Regions from separate parts of the Rattus norvegicus genome. Here region 1 is linked to region 2. The links are chromatin contacts, called in public Hi-C maps. All regions are on one chromosome and are shown on one strand. The core of a region is the stretch at or near the end of the contact, and the rest is flanking DNA. Distances in the headings are between cores, read along the strand shown.

Region 1 (6,116 bases), core at 1,656-4,155, 130 kb after region 2:
TTTAATACTGTAGTATATTTCCTTGTTTTAAAAAAAAAAGATTACATTCAAGAAAAAAAAATATGTGTTTTAGAGTTGATCCACAGACTGAACTCAAATCTGCACCCAGAGGAATGTTTGCTCGCGCATCAGTTGGGTACCAGTAATTCATTCTCAACGTCGAGTTCTCAAATTCAGAGTAAGTCAGAGTCAAGTCGTACTGTGGTCTTGACCTCCTGTCTTCCATTAACACCATTGTGAGCCGCAATTTATGTTAAGGCTTTAGAAGTCTTTCTAGATCCCAAACAAAGACAAGGAATTGGGTTCTTGGACTATTTTTAGATTCTGAAAAGGTGACATCATTGTACCTCTAAAAGCAGAATTAACTTGACTAGATTCAATCAAAGTTGTGCATAAAGCATGAAATGCGTTTTGTTTCGTGAATTGGTTTTTGATACTCGAAAGGTAATTGTATTAATTTATCTACAACATTTCAAAACAATTCTGAATAGTTACTATCAAAATGTAAGCAGAGATAAAACTGATAACATGTTATTATTGTACTGGCTCCAAATAGCCATCTAAATATATCGAGTTACAAATAGAACATTTTAGGTAAAACTTATTTCATATCACGTGGGTCATAATTATTATGAATTCTGTGTTTTTAATTGACATATTTAGAATTTGCCTAAGATCATACCCATTGTTTTTTTTTTTTGATGCTACAAAGAAATATCGCCTGTAAAGTTAAACTAACGTTGAGGATAAAAACATGGTTTGATTTTCAGACATTGTTTACTCATTTTAAAGGCCACATTTACTCTAGAATGGCATAAATTCTTATTTTAATGTCCTTGTTATTAACTCAGATAATTTCTTTGCCTAATGACCGTCAATATTCATTGCCTGGCATCTTTCTCCTGTGACTTTTGGTAATGAGCATTGTTTTAAATGATGCTATTAATATAGATGAGGATATTAAAATAAATTATACGAGACCATTATATGCTTCGGAACATTAATTCAATAAAAATCAGTATAGTTTGTGGAGGTACTAATTTACCATTGTTTATTAATATAATACTTAATTTAAGAAAATAATCTGGCTTAGAATAATGCTTTCCAATTTCAGTTCCTGTATATGACATTTCACTTCTTTCTCCCGTTACCTAATGACAATTTCTAACAAGTCATATCTTAAAAACACCTTGCCCGTTTCTACATATCAGGAAACTCAGTGGTATAATTTAAAAAAAAATAAATCAGCTCCAAAGCTTTTAAAAATTACAAGTGTAATTAATGTTTCCATTACATTGAGAAACATGTGGAAACTGAGCCAAAGCCCACTGAGGAGTTACCCGGGATGAGTTTGTCATAGACCGTTTATCCCAGACTACTGGACACTGAGCTCAATGCTAGCACTGAAAGACATCTCAGCAGCTTACAATTTCACTTAAGTAGGAAAAATGCAGAATTTGATAAATTATGCTAATGAGCACAATTTGAATCCAACACTTGGTGACGCCGCTATAACGACCACTTGTTAGGGAGGCACTGGCTCTTTAAAATCTCAGGACAGTCTGGACTGTGGCAAGAGCACTGCAGATGCCTCATCTCAGCAGCATCATAGAAAATCTAATTTAATTCCTCTGCTTAATGAGCTAATCCACTTACTTAGCGTGTCTCTGTTTATTTATTTATAGAGACTCCTTTCACACTCTTCCCCCGCACTTTTGCAGGATAGTTGAGCACACATCTAAGCGTGTAAGAGTTTAAAAGCCATGAAGTAACGCAGACATCACTACCCTTTCTTAACTCTGGACAGTTGTGGGGGTTTCGGTTGGTTGGTTGTTGATTGCTGGTTGGGTTTTTGTTTGTTTGTTTTGTTGTTTTTGTTGTTGTTTTCCCCTTACCTTATTTATAAGACACCCATAATCTTAATACAGTGGAAATAGTTCGGGGACTCTCCAAAAACAGAAACAAAAAGCAAAATAAACAAACAACAACAAAGAAAAGCCAAAAGGGTGGTATTTACACAAATCTAGCAAGAAAGAACAATGAAAATTCCATTGGTTCCCCAGTTAGAGGTGTAAGTGTCAAAAGAAGCCGAAGAGCAAACAGAAGTCCAAGTGGGTGGCTTTTCTTCTTACTCCTGCTTTCTGTTCAGTCACACAGGAAGACTCCGTCCCTTCCTTAGAATACTGATTATGTGGAAAATTTAAAGACCCTTCCTGGGGTGCAAATGTTTTCCAGCTGTCAGGACTTGAGCTAATAGTAGAAGTAACTTTAAAGAGCATTGTTTCCTGATGAAGGTATTTGTCCAAAAACTTGCCTTGTAGCCTGTTCACATGGCTATTAGTTGGTAAATTTATTTTCTAAAGTGTCATTGTAAATACTCTTATGCACTAGTAATAGATTTTGTACACATTCTGGAGTAAGACTCTCTAGTATCCCTATGTAGAATAAATGAACCGGTTTCAACCTTATTCCAATGCCACTCAGTCAATTCTTACTAGAAACATTGTCAAACTGCTTAAGAACAATGCTGAGAATACATATGTTTGTTTTGAATAATACACTTACCCCGCACGGCTCCTAAGGAAATTCTGTGTGAATAGTCTCAGGAGGGAATTTGATTTTCTGAGATAGTAGAAAAGAGTTCCCGGAGAAGAGGTGTGGAAGAGTCAAAAAGCTTTGCTGCAGGCAGCGTGAGGTCCAGGCAACAGAGCCCGCCGGTCCTAAAGCAGAAGTGCACCGCTGCGAAGAGAGGGCTTGTTCTGGGTAGATGGGGAGTGTTGTCAGATTGTAAGCGATCAGCAGCAGAAGGGAAACATCACAGCTTCCTGTTACATCACCCCGCCCCGCCTGCACTTAGTGTTAGGTTACTTTCTTTCTCAAATAGCTTACCCCAGGAAAAGAGCAGCAACTCCCTTCTCAACTCTGACAAGAGCAAGAAGCAGCCTGAACAGACAGAGATCCTTTGCTGTATGAACACATTGTTACCAGCAAAAGCTGGCTGGCTTTCACCTAGACTGAGTTCTGTTAGAACTTGCTGCCTGTGATTTTGAAGGCAATCTAAGTGTAAAAGAATCAAAGGAGTTAGGGGTGTGGGTGTAGGTGTGTGTTGAATGAGAGTTCACAGAACAACCAGGAACAATTTATCGGTCACATCTTTCTTCTTAAATGTGCATAGAATTTTGAGCATCAGAATTACTTCGGACTCAAGTTTGAGCACTAATGTGTGATCCAACTCCACAATCAATTTTGCATAAGAGGCTTCATGCTGTCCTTTCCAGGAATCCCTTAGTTGTATGTACTATAAATCTAGTTTGTGTATGGAGTGTGGAATCATTTTACACACTTTTAAATAGTTGATGTAATTATGTCACTGTGTATAACCTAAGCTCTATAGTATTTATCTCAAAATAACCTCCAAGGAAACGTGGCAGTATTTTAACATGATACTATGAAATAATTTCATACAATAAATGAACGTCAATTTTTTAAAAAAAAAGATTTACCTCTAAACTTAATTGTATCATAAATATAAGAAATCACTGAGTATGATCAGGAAAAAAAAGCCTGTAAACCTGAAATATACCTGATATGATAAATATGATAAAGTATGAGATTTGGCAATAATTGTAGCTCCCAAAGCCACACAGCACTAAAAGTCACATGATCTTTGCATCAAATTTGTCACTGGAAAAGATGGATAAAATAATACCTGAAGGTCTTCGCATTGTTGAAACTTTGAATCAACGCATTTTATAACATTTAGGACGAATGAGGAGCTACTCTAGTGACCAAGCAATTCCAATTAGCTACTATAATCCCGCTGAGCTGGCTCAGAGGCACAGACTTAGAAGTAAGCACTACAACCAAGTAGCAAACGAGGAGCTCAGAGTCCTAGCAGATGAGGAATGGCAGTAAAGACACGGGGTGCAGAATCTCCGAATATCATGATCCTGAAAGACAGTGCCCTGTTCTTAAACGTCTACTATCTTGATCTGCATGGGAAATTTATTATAAAATCTTTAATTCTGTATATTATATAAAACGGAGTGTATCCATATAAAACTATGGAATATAAGTGACAATCTCAGTCACGGAAAAACGGAAGCTCTATGGAAGAAGCCGATTTACACAATGTAGTTTTAAGAGACAGTAGTAAACTGGGAAGTTACTCTGTAAACACTTTAGTTTTGCTTTCTATAGGGAACTGTCGGGTTATATTTTCCCCGTGCTGTTTCCTTCAGCTCATGAGGTGAGAAGTCAACATTGTAAATCCTTACTGCCTCCTAAAATAATAACTCATTAATCAGAAAAACAGCAAAAACATTCTTGAGTGAAACTACAGAATTCTGATGTAGAGTCGCATGCTACATAGGGAAACAGAAGGAAAGCAGTAGAGAGTATTTGTGTCCCCTTGCAGATGCTTAGACTTGCTGGGACAATCTTGACAGAATATTTAGCTTAAGGTTCAGGCAAAACAAATACAAGATTTTAACTTCCAAATGATCGTCGTATATGTCCACATATCCGTTTCTAAGACTATCTGATCTCTGAGACCCAGACTGGTGTATACCAAGCTGCATACATTTCCAAGCATTAACATTTTTTGATTCATTCATTGGATTTGTTCAAATATAGCAGAGTCTTAGTAAGCAAAGGAGTTCTTTCTTTGAGACGATGCCTGAAAGATCACAAGCCAATGATCATTGTCCCGTATGGTAGATATACATGGTGCTGTTGTAAACAAAGAATTTAATACAACCTGCAGTGTCTAGAATAAATTATAGGTTGGGCATATAGGCTTATGGCTGTGGTCCATGAAGATTCTGGGTAATTCTTGTTAATATCAAATCTGTGTCTTTCTAAGAAAGAAAAGTAAACATACTTCCCAATAATAAGATCATTGAGAGTGACCATTTTATGAACATGAAAAAATATGAATATGTGCTATATTAATACATGCTATAAAAACTTCTGGGAAGCTAGACTATGCCACGATATGTAGGAACAAGTGAAAAATATTGAGGAAACGAGACGTGTGCGCTTCAGTATGACACAAACGTTTGGATAGCTATGGCAAAGCTAAATGAAACTGTTTCCAGAAATCTATTAGGTGATTCCAAGTCAATGGGTATTAGTACATTCATTCACTCTCATATGGTCTACATGTGTTTATATTGCACTCTTTCCCCAGAACACACTGAAGCTACTTAAAATTATTTGATTAGTGGTGGTCAAGTTTATACTTTCAGATGAACACTAAAAATAGTTCTTTTTTCAGGAAATTAAGACCAAATAAGAAGTGTCTTCTGTTTTGACCATTTAAAGGAGAGTGGACAAGCACGGAAGAATGCTGCCAGTATAACCATACAGGGCATAAACCATGCAGTGCTCCCACTCAGAGTCTGTGTTATTGTAAAGTGAGGAATATGCACAAATGAAAATCATTTTGAGGAACAGTCGCATCCGTCCACTTTACTGCAGGACTTTGCCCTCCATTGTGGTCCTTTAGGTGGCCCAAAGGTACCAAAGCCTCTAAATGAAGCGATGGGTTCCCCTAATGAGAAGGGCCTTGCCCCACAATCAGGAGGACGCTAAATCAAAGCCTTATATTCACAAGTTAGACAAAAACCCAAAATCACGTGTGACGAACTTAGGTTTCTACTGACTAAACTGACCACTTGGATTTCTATAGCTACTGCCTAGAAGCATGGATCTTTAAAAACAGTCAACACCACCACGTGGAACAGGTTATAGACAGTCCGTCCCTAGTAAATGTGCCGCAGTCCTCAAAGAAAGTATTTTTAAAGTTATTTCGTGTATTCAGTTACATTATTCTGTTTTTAATTATGAAATTTTCATTATTTATTCTTAAGAAACTGATGTAATTAAAAAAACTAATGTACTACATCCCTTATAAGAATTTACTATCTGAGAAGCACATTAAATTCTTATACATTTATATCAAAAAGAAAATCTATTAAGGAAGTAAGTTGACTTCACCTTGTACTGTTTTACCTCGTAACTGTGGTTAGGAATTTTTCCCAAGCAAAGGATAATTAATTGCATTTGATAAAATGATCTCTGCCCAATACCTACTGAAAGCAAAAATGCCATTA
Region 2 (6,699 bases), core at 2,615-5,114:
GGCTAAATAATTCTCTTGTCGGGAAGAAACTTTTTGACTTTAGTGCCCAAGGTCCTAAGCTTTGAAAGGTGAGAATGATCTCAGAGTTCTGAGGATGAACTCATCCTCAGAGGAGTTTCTCATCCTTCTCCCCACTTAGATCTCTCTGAGACCTTGCATTATACTTTTGGTTTATGTCTTCCCTTAACAAACATGAACTGCCTAAGTGTAGGGTTATGATAGATTAGGCTGTCAACAGCAGTGTCGTTTGAATGTGCTGTGCATTCACACTCCACAGAGTTGGAATGTGTTTACGCTCTGCCATAGAACTCAACTCTTCTCCATGAAGTCATTGTTTTTGATAGCTGAGTAATATTCCATTGTGTGGATAGACCACATTTTCTGTACCCATTCCTCTGTTGAAGGGCATCTGGGTTCTTTCCAGCTTCTGGCTATTATCAATAAGGCTGCTACGAACATAGTGGAGCACGTGTCCTTGTTAGAACATTTTCTGGGGGGGGGGGGTGAGGGGATGGGTATATGCCCAGTAGTGGTATAGTAGAATATGATTTGAGATGTAAATAAATGAAAATGATTAATGAAAAATAAAAATAAATTAATTATTAAAAAAAGAACATAACTCTATCAAATTGTGCTTCTGTCAACTATAACCAAAGTAGTCATAGTCGTTACAAACAAACACAAATCTTTCTCTCTTGAAGTGGTAGAAAGTTGTTCAGAACTAGGGTCTTAGTCTTCGACGATGTAGATACGGAGTGGCTTCCTCCATCTCCTGACCTATCAATGAGTAGAACTAAGCACTTCTTCCACCTCCACAGGTTTATGTAAGGTCACACTTGTAAAGCCACAATCAAAACAACATTTCAAGTATTTCCCTCCTCCCATGTTTATTGTGACGCCCTAAACATGGAAAATTTCTGCCAAGTGAAAATCTTTTCTTTTTTCACTTGTAAAAATAATTTTCCCTTAACCCACAAACTAATTATATATTGCTTGGGGCCTACAAACAAATTGGCTATGCACTCTGTTATCTGACTCACAATCCGCGTTCTCTAATTATTAGTAATGTGTTTATATCTTCCTGACTTAAATTGAATTGCTGCATAATCTACCATTTAAAAAAATGTCAACAACTTATTGGTACAAAAACAGAAAGTTTTATATTCCTCAATTAGGATACCTAATTACTGAAGATAGGCTGCATGTAATTCATGGTTCATTTGACTTGATATAATAAAATCCAAATGTCTTGTAATAGTTGAAAGGCTTGAGAAATATTGTTTTAACTAGTTAATTACCTAACACAGACTTTCAAAACCAAATGTCTGGCTTCAGGTCTGCATTTCAAAGGCCTTTTTAAATCAGATAGTGCACCAGTTTCTATGGAAATTCTCTCTTACTGTATTCGTGGCTTTTATTTTAAAAGTTCTGAGATTATTTAAAAAAAAAATGGGGCTGGGGATTTAGCTCAGTGGTAGAGCGCTTACCTAGGAAGCGCAAGGCCCTGGGTTCGGTCCCCAGCTCCGAAAAAAAGAACCAAAAAAAAAAAAAAATAAGTACTGTATACCAAAAATTTGTTTCTGATATTTTCACCTTAACCGAATTGTTAGAAGTTAACCGGCAAATGATCATGTAAAGTTTTCAAATCAAAACAAAAAATGTTCTTATTTGCAAAAGGTATTTTCAAGTTTAATAACAATTCACTTTTAAATTCCTACAATTTAATTAGTAAACAAGGATATGTGTGTATATGTGCATGTGCATATCCCCTATGGGTTTGTACATATGCACATTCTATTTATTACTTGCAGCTTCTACTTCTAAGAGCTAAATATTGAAAAAAATTCTATGGTGAAAATATTTTAAACTCAATTCCTACACTTTTCTATGAAAAAGAAGTATTTTAAAATTCAAAACATGTTTATTGTTTCAAAATGCATTTAAGGGAAAGTTAATGCATTAATCCTGAGGAAAGTAAAATGTTCTACCCATAAACAATGGTCATAGCATCTCTAATTGCTTCTGTTAGCAATAAAGAGAAATCTACAGACAGATAAACAGATAAGCCATAAACTGCCATCAGTATTACTTTTGGAGTTTTGATTTGGTGAGACTACTTTGTCTTCTTTTGTTAAAGCAATCCCCTTAGAATATGCATCTGGACGTCAGTGCCCCACTTAGAGAAGACACAAACAAACCAGGATCACTCTGTGTGCTCACTTCTGTGGCCCAAGTTCAAAAGCAGCAGGAGGCTCCATCTGCTTGCAGGCTGCCCGGGACTACTTGATTCACAAAGTTGTTTCCTTTGGTAAAGGCGCAGCTTAGCTCTGAAGAGCAGTTTCTATGCTGATCAGAAGGAAAAGTATGAATACTGTAGTAAGTGTACTAACTCTTAACTTGGTGATATAAGACTAAATGAAATAAAAATATCAACCTGAATATGATATTTATTGATCAGAGAACCCAGAATAAGCAAATAAGTTAATTTATAAATGTTTGAGAATAATTAAAAGCTTAATTTAAAATGAAAGCAGAATGTTTATGTGACAAAACAAATTACAAACATTTAGTAAACTCAATCGGTGAGAGCTTTGTAGACAAATACTGAGCAAACACACACACACACACACACACACACACACACACTTCCTGTTCACAGTGGAAATATCACCCTTGTATTGAGTACCCAGTTTTATCCCATTGTTTTTGAAGACCAGGATGTGATTCACTGTAAAAATAGCTTTCTCCAGTATAAAGTGTCTGAACAAAAATAGTTTGTTGTTGTAGTATTCAGGAAAAGTCTAAAAAGTGGTGTGTGTGTGTGTGTGTGTGTGTGTGTGTGTGTGTGTGTACTTAGCATTCCCATAGCATCTCTAAACTACCACTGTACAACTGTGTGCTTTGCATTGAAGAAGAACATAGTGTATAGATGTTAAGAACATTTAAAATAATATTGATTCTTGGATATAATGGCTTTCCGAATTAGCAAATCTTTTCTGTGGTAACTGAACACATTTTTCTCATGCATATAATTCATTTTAACGTTAATGCTTTTAGTAAACCTAGAAGTTCATGTTTCTTCTTGCATTATCATTACATTTGTATATTTTAGGTGAACCTACATTCTAGACAAATATTATTTTAAATAAAATATAGTAAGATAAAACAAAAACTAACATGTTGGAATTGGACAAAACACACAAACAAAAGGAAAAGATCCCAGCAGAAGGCACAAGAATCAGAGACGCACTTTTCTTCTCACACTCGGGGATCCCATAAAAACACTAAACCAGAAGCCATAATATGTACCCAGAGGACACTCTGTCTGCCTCCTCTTCATGGGTTTCCTGAGCCCTGAGGAGAGGAGTTAATGCATAAATCCCATTTAGAGTTAAAGAAAGAAAGAGATTAAAGACTTTCTAAAATGTAGTGACAATGAAGCACACCCAAACTTACGGGACACAGTGAAAGCGGTGCCAGGAGACAGAGGCAAGATACTGTGAGCACCGCTTTCGGAGGTTGTTATATTTGTTTCATGTTACATCATGCCTAGTTTGATATGACAAGAATGGTTTTTATTTAGATTTTTTCTTTTACTTTTTTTTCTGAATTTAACAGTAGAGGCAATGGAACGTCTAGTGTTGGGAAAACGTGCATGAAGTGGGGATCCAAAAACAAAACAAAACAAAACAAAACAAAACAAAACAAAAACAACAAAAAAAGTTTCTTGTCTCATACCAGCGCCCATAAGTTACCAGAGGCTGGTCCTCAGCAGAGCCAGTAAGAGCATCCCAATATCAAGAATTAAGGCTGTAATCGTCTATTATCTTCCTATCCTGACCTTTGAAGTGGGCTGTGCTTTAGTTTACTTCAGAATTGACCCAGAGGATAAGAGGCCAGTGCAGCAATCTGAAAGCACCGAGTTGTTTCCGTGAGTTACAAGTGATTCTGGAATACACAGAAAATCTTGACAAGTCAAGTGTTGGGATTAAATGCTTAACTCCTTAAATCAGATCAGTTCATACCTTTCCAATCCTGCTCAGTTCCTCCCCTCTGCAGGGGATTTTTCTCTCATCAGCTCCCATGCAATGAATCAATGTTTAAAAACAGGAAGCGGCTATTAGTGGTGGGACAAACAGTGCTATCTATCAGAACTGAGAGTTTTCCTTGCCACCCTATCCTTTCAAATGGTGATGAATATTCATTAAGCTAGAATATCACTGCCAGCTGCAGATCTTTGCAAAGTGGCTTAGCTCTCTCCAAACCCAAAGGAAACAAAACCAGTCCTCTGTTTATGGTCATCATAAAGAATGAAGAGAGAAGCTAGCAAAGGCATTCCCAGGAAGAAAACAAATGCTCAACCTCACAAGTCTTAAAGGAATATTCACAATTACACACACACACACACACACACACACACATACACGCTCACACACACACACAGAGTTTTTTTACTTTCTTTCCAAAAACAATAATAATAATAATAATAATAATAATAATAATACTGAAAGTGTTGAAAGAGAAAATATCTACATATTATACTAATCTTTAATTTGATCTCTTTTAGTTGTAGATAGGAATCTAGATACTTGCTAAAAGATGGAAAGAAGCAAGTGTTTGAAAGATTGCCCTGAGGCATGGCATGTGTTCTAGCTTATGTCAGTAATTGTGTGTGTAGGAAAATCCTCCATTTTTCCTGAGACATTAAAAGAAATATTAAGTAACTGAGAGTTTCCCAGGAGAAAAGCTGCCGTATCCTGGAACCTAACCCTCCTTCAACAACTTTCTCCATGTCCTACACCTTTGGCCTGATGTCAGACTCTCTTCTTTCTCCTCCTGTTATCAATCACAAACGCAACAACAAACAAACAAAAAAGACATATATTTTCCCAAATTCTGTCATCTTTTTTAATTGGATTTTTTTATTTACATTTCATATGTTATTCCCTTTCCCGGTTTCCTGGACATAAGACCCCTATTCCATCTCCCCTCCCCTTCTTCTGTACGAGGGTTCCCCTCCCCAACCACCCTCTCCCCCCTAACATTCCCTACACTGGTGGGGGGGTCCAGCCATGGCAGGACCAAGGACTTCTCTTACCACTGGTGCCCAACAAGGCCGTCCTCTGCTCCATATGCAGGTGGAGTCATGGGTCAGTCCGTGTATAGTCTTTGGGTAGTGGTTTAGTCCCTGGGAGCTCTGGTTGGTTGGCATTGTTGTTCTTATGGGATTACAAGCCCCTTCAGCTCTTTCAATCCTTTCTGAAATTGCTCCAACAGGGGTGTTCTCAGTTCAGTGGTTTGCTGTTAGCATTAGCCTCTGTCATCTTAACAAGGACTGAGAAATCATGATGCAAAATAAACGTCATAAATCTTTAAATGTTCTACCTCATATATTTAAAGGAATATGCATACTTCGATAGTCCTTTCAATTTGTCTAATTTTGTCTTAAGATAGTAAGCAGGAGAAATATCAAATGGTTGCACTGCCTTCTTGCTTATTCTGTTTGCCTGTTTGCTCACTATAAAATGGTAGATAAAGGCTCAGGGATGGAGAGAAAGGAACAGCGTTTTTAATAAGTATCATTTGTTCATGATCATGGAGATTTAGGAAAATCTTAGATTTTTTTCTCCCTGGGAAATTATTACCTACTTTTTTAAAGTCTTCATAAATCATCAATTATCTCAAAGATTATGATTTTTTTCAACATAGGATCCTTATAGGTATAAACCATAAATTTGCCAAAATGAAATACACACACATACACACACACACACACACACACACACACACACACACACACACACACACACAAACCATGGAGTCTAATTTCTGTTGGCCAGCTACTCCTGGGAAAGTCGTGAAGTCTGGCAGAATACCAGGTGACATTCCATTGGAGAAACTGACCACTTGCCATTTTCCTTTTCTTTTTTAACATAATATTTTTATTCATTATTTGGGAATTTCCCGTAATGCACCCAGATTACCCTTACTTCACAGATCTTCACAGATCCAAACCCCAGCTTTGTGACCTACCCTCCAATGAAAACGTTTTTTTAAAAATTACAATTTGAGTTGTCTCTCTAGTCAACAGAGCATGGTCAAACTCCCAGTGACCAGCCTCTAAAAGAAAAGTGAATCTTTTCCCCTCACCCCTACCCCAGCCCCTGCCAGTAGTCATCTGTGGTGGAGAGCTACACTTCAGCATCCTCATCACAGTTCTTAGGAGTTGGCATGGAGGGCTTCCTGTCTAAGTTATTGCTTAGGGGGATGGGAAGGGAGAGGTTGTCACCAAAGCCTTCTATGTCTCTCTTCATCAACTGTTAGTCTGCAGTTCTCAATAACTCTGCAGAAGAAGCTTCCTTTATCATCAGCAGGAGCGTGGATCATGGACTTCTACGTGGTATCTGGTGACTGCACAGACCAGGACATCTATCTGGCCTCCCACACGTCCACATTGTCTTTGGTGGTAACGTAGGTCATGACCATCAACATGGCCTCCAGCTGCAGCAGGACCACACATTCAGACATGGTCCCTGGAAAGAACGTGGACCATGGAATTCTGCATGGCCCTTGATGGTAACGATCTACAGACACTGCATCAGGACCATGGACCCAAACATGGGCTCAGGGGAGCACAGGCCACAGCTATCAACATGGCCTCCTTCATGCACCTCCATGCAACATGGCCTCCGACAGTAG

The links. Hi-C and Micro-C count contacts between places; a contact is called where the count stands out from the background.
Region 1: a Hi-C map of kidney shows a contact between it and region 2, with 8 times the contacts expected there. The contact joins the promoter of Calcrl here to the enhancer-like site in region 2. A contact is called at or near these places in 9 of 12 Hi-C or Micro-C datasets (the A7r5 cell line, the Rat2 cell line, frontal cortex and 4 more) and 1 of 1 datasets of contacts at active chromatin or transcription factors (oligodendrocytes).

Annotation. Positions count from the first base shown.
Region 1 is chr3:89,929,711-89,935,826 of GRCr8, forward strand. Calcrl (calcitonin receptor like receptor) reads right to left here and starts at 2,906. Exons shown (of 16, transcript NM_012717.3): 1 at 2,566-2,906.
Region 2 is chr3:89,801,362-89,808,060 of GRCr8, forward strand. No RefSeq gene overlaps it. Among named protein-coding and RNA genes, the nearest start is that of Calcrl, 130 kb to the right of the region's middle. Within about 2 kb of position 3,865, at least 9 of the 93 cell types and tissues checked have an H3K27ac peak or open chromatin away from gene starts, as enhancers often do.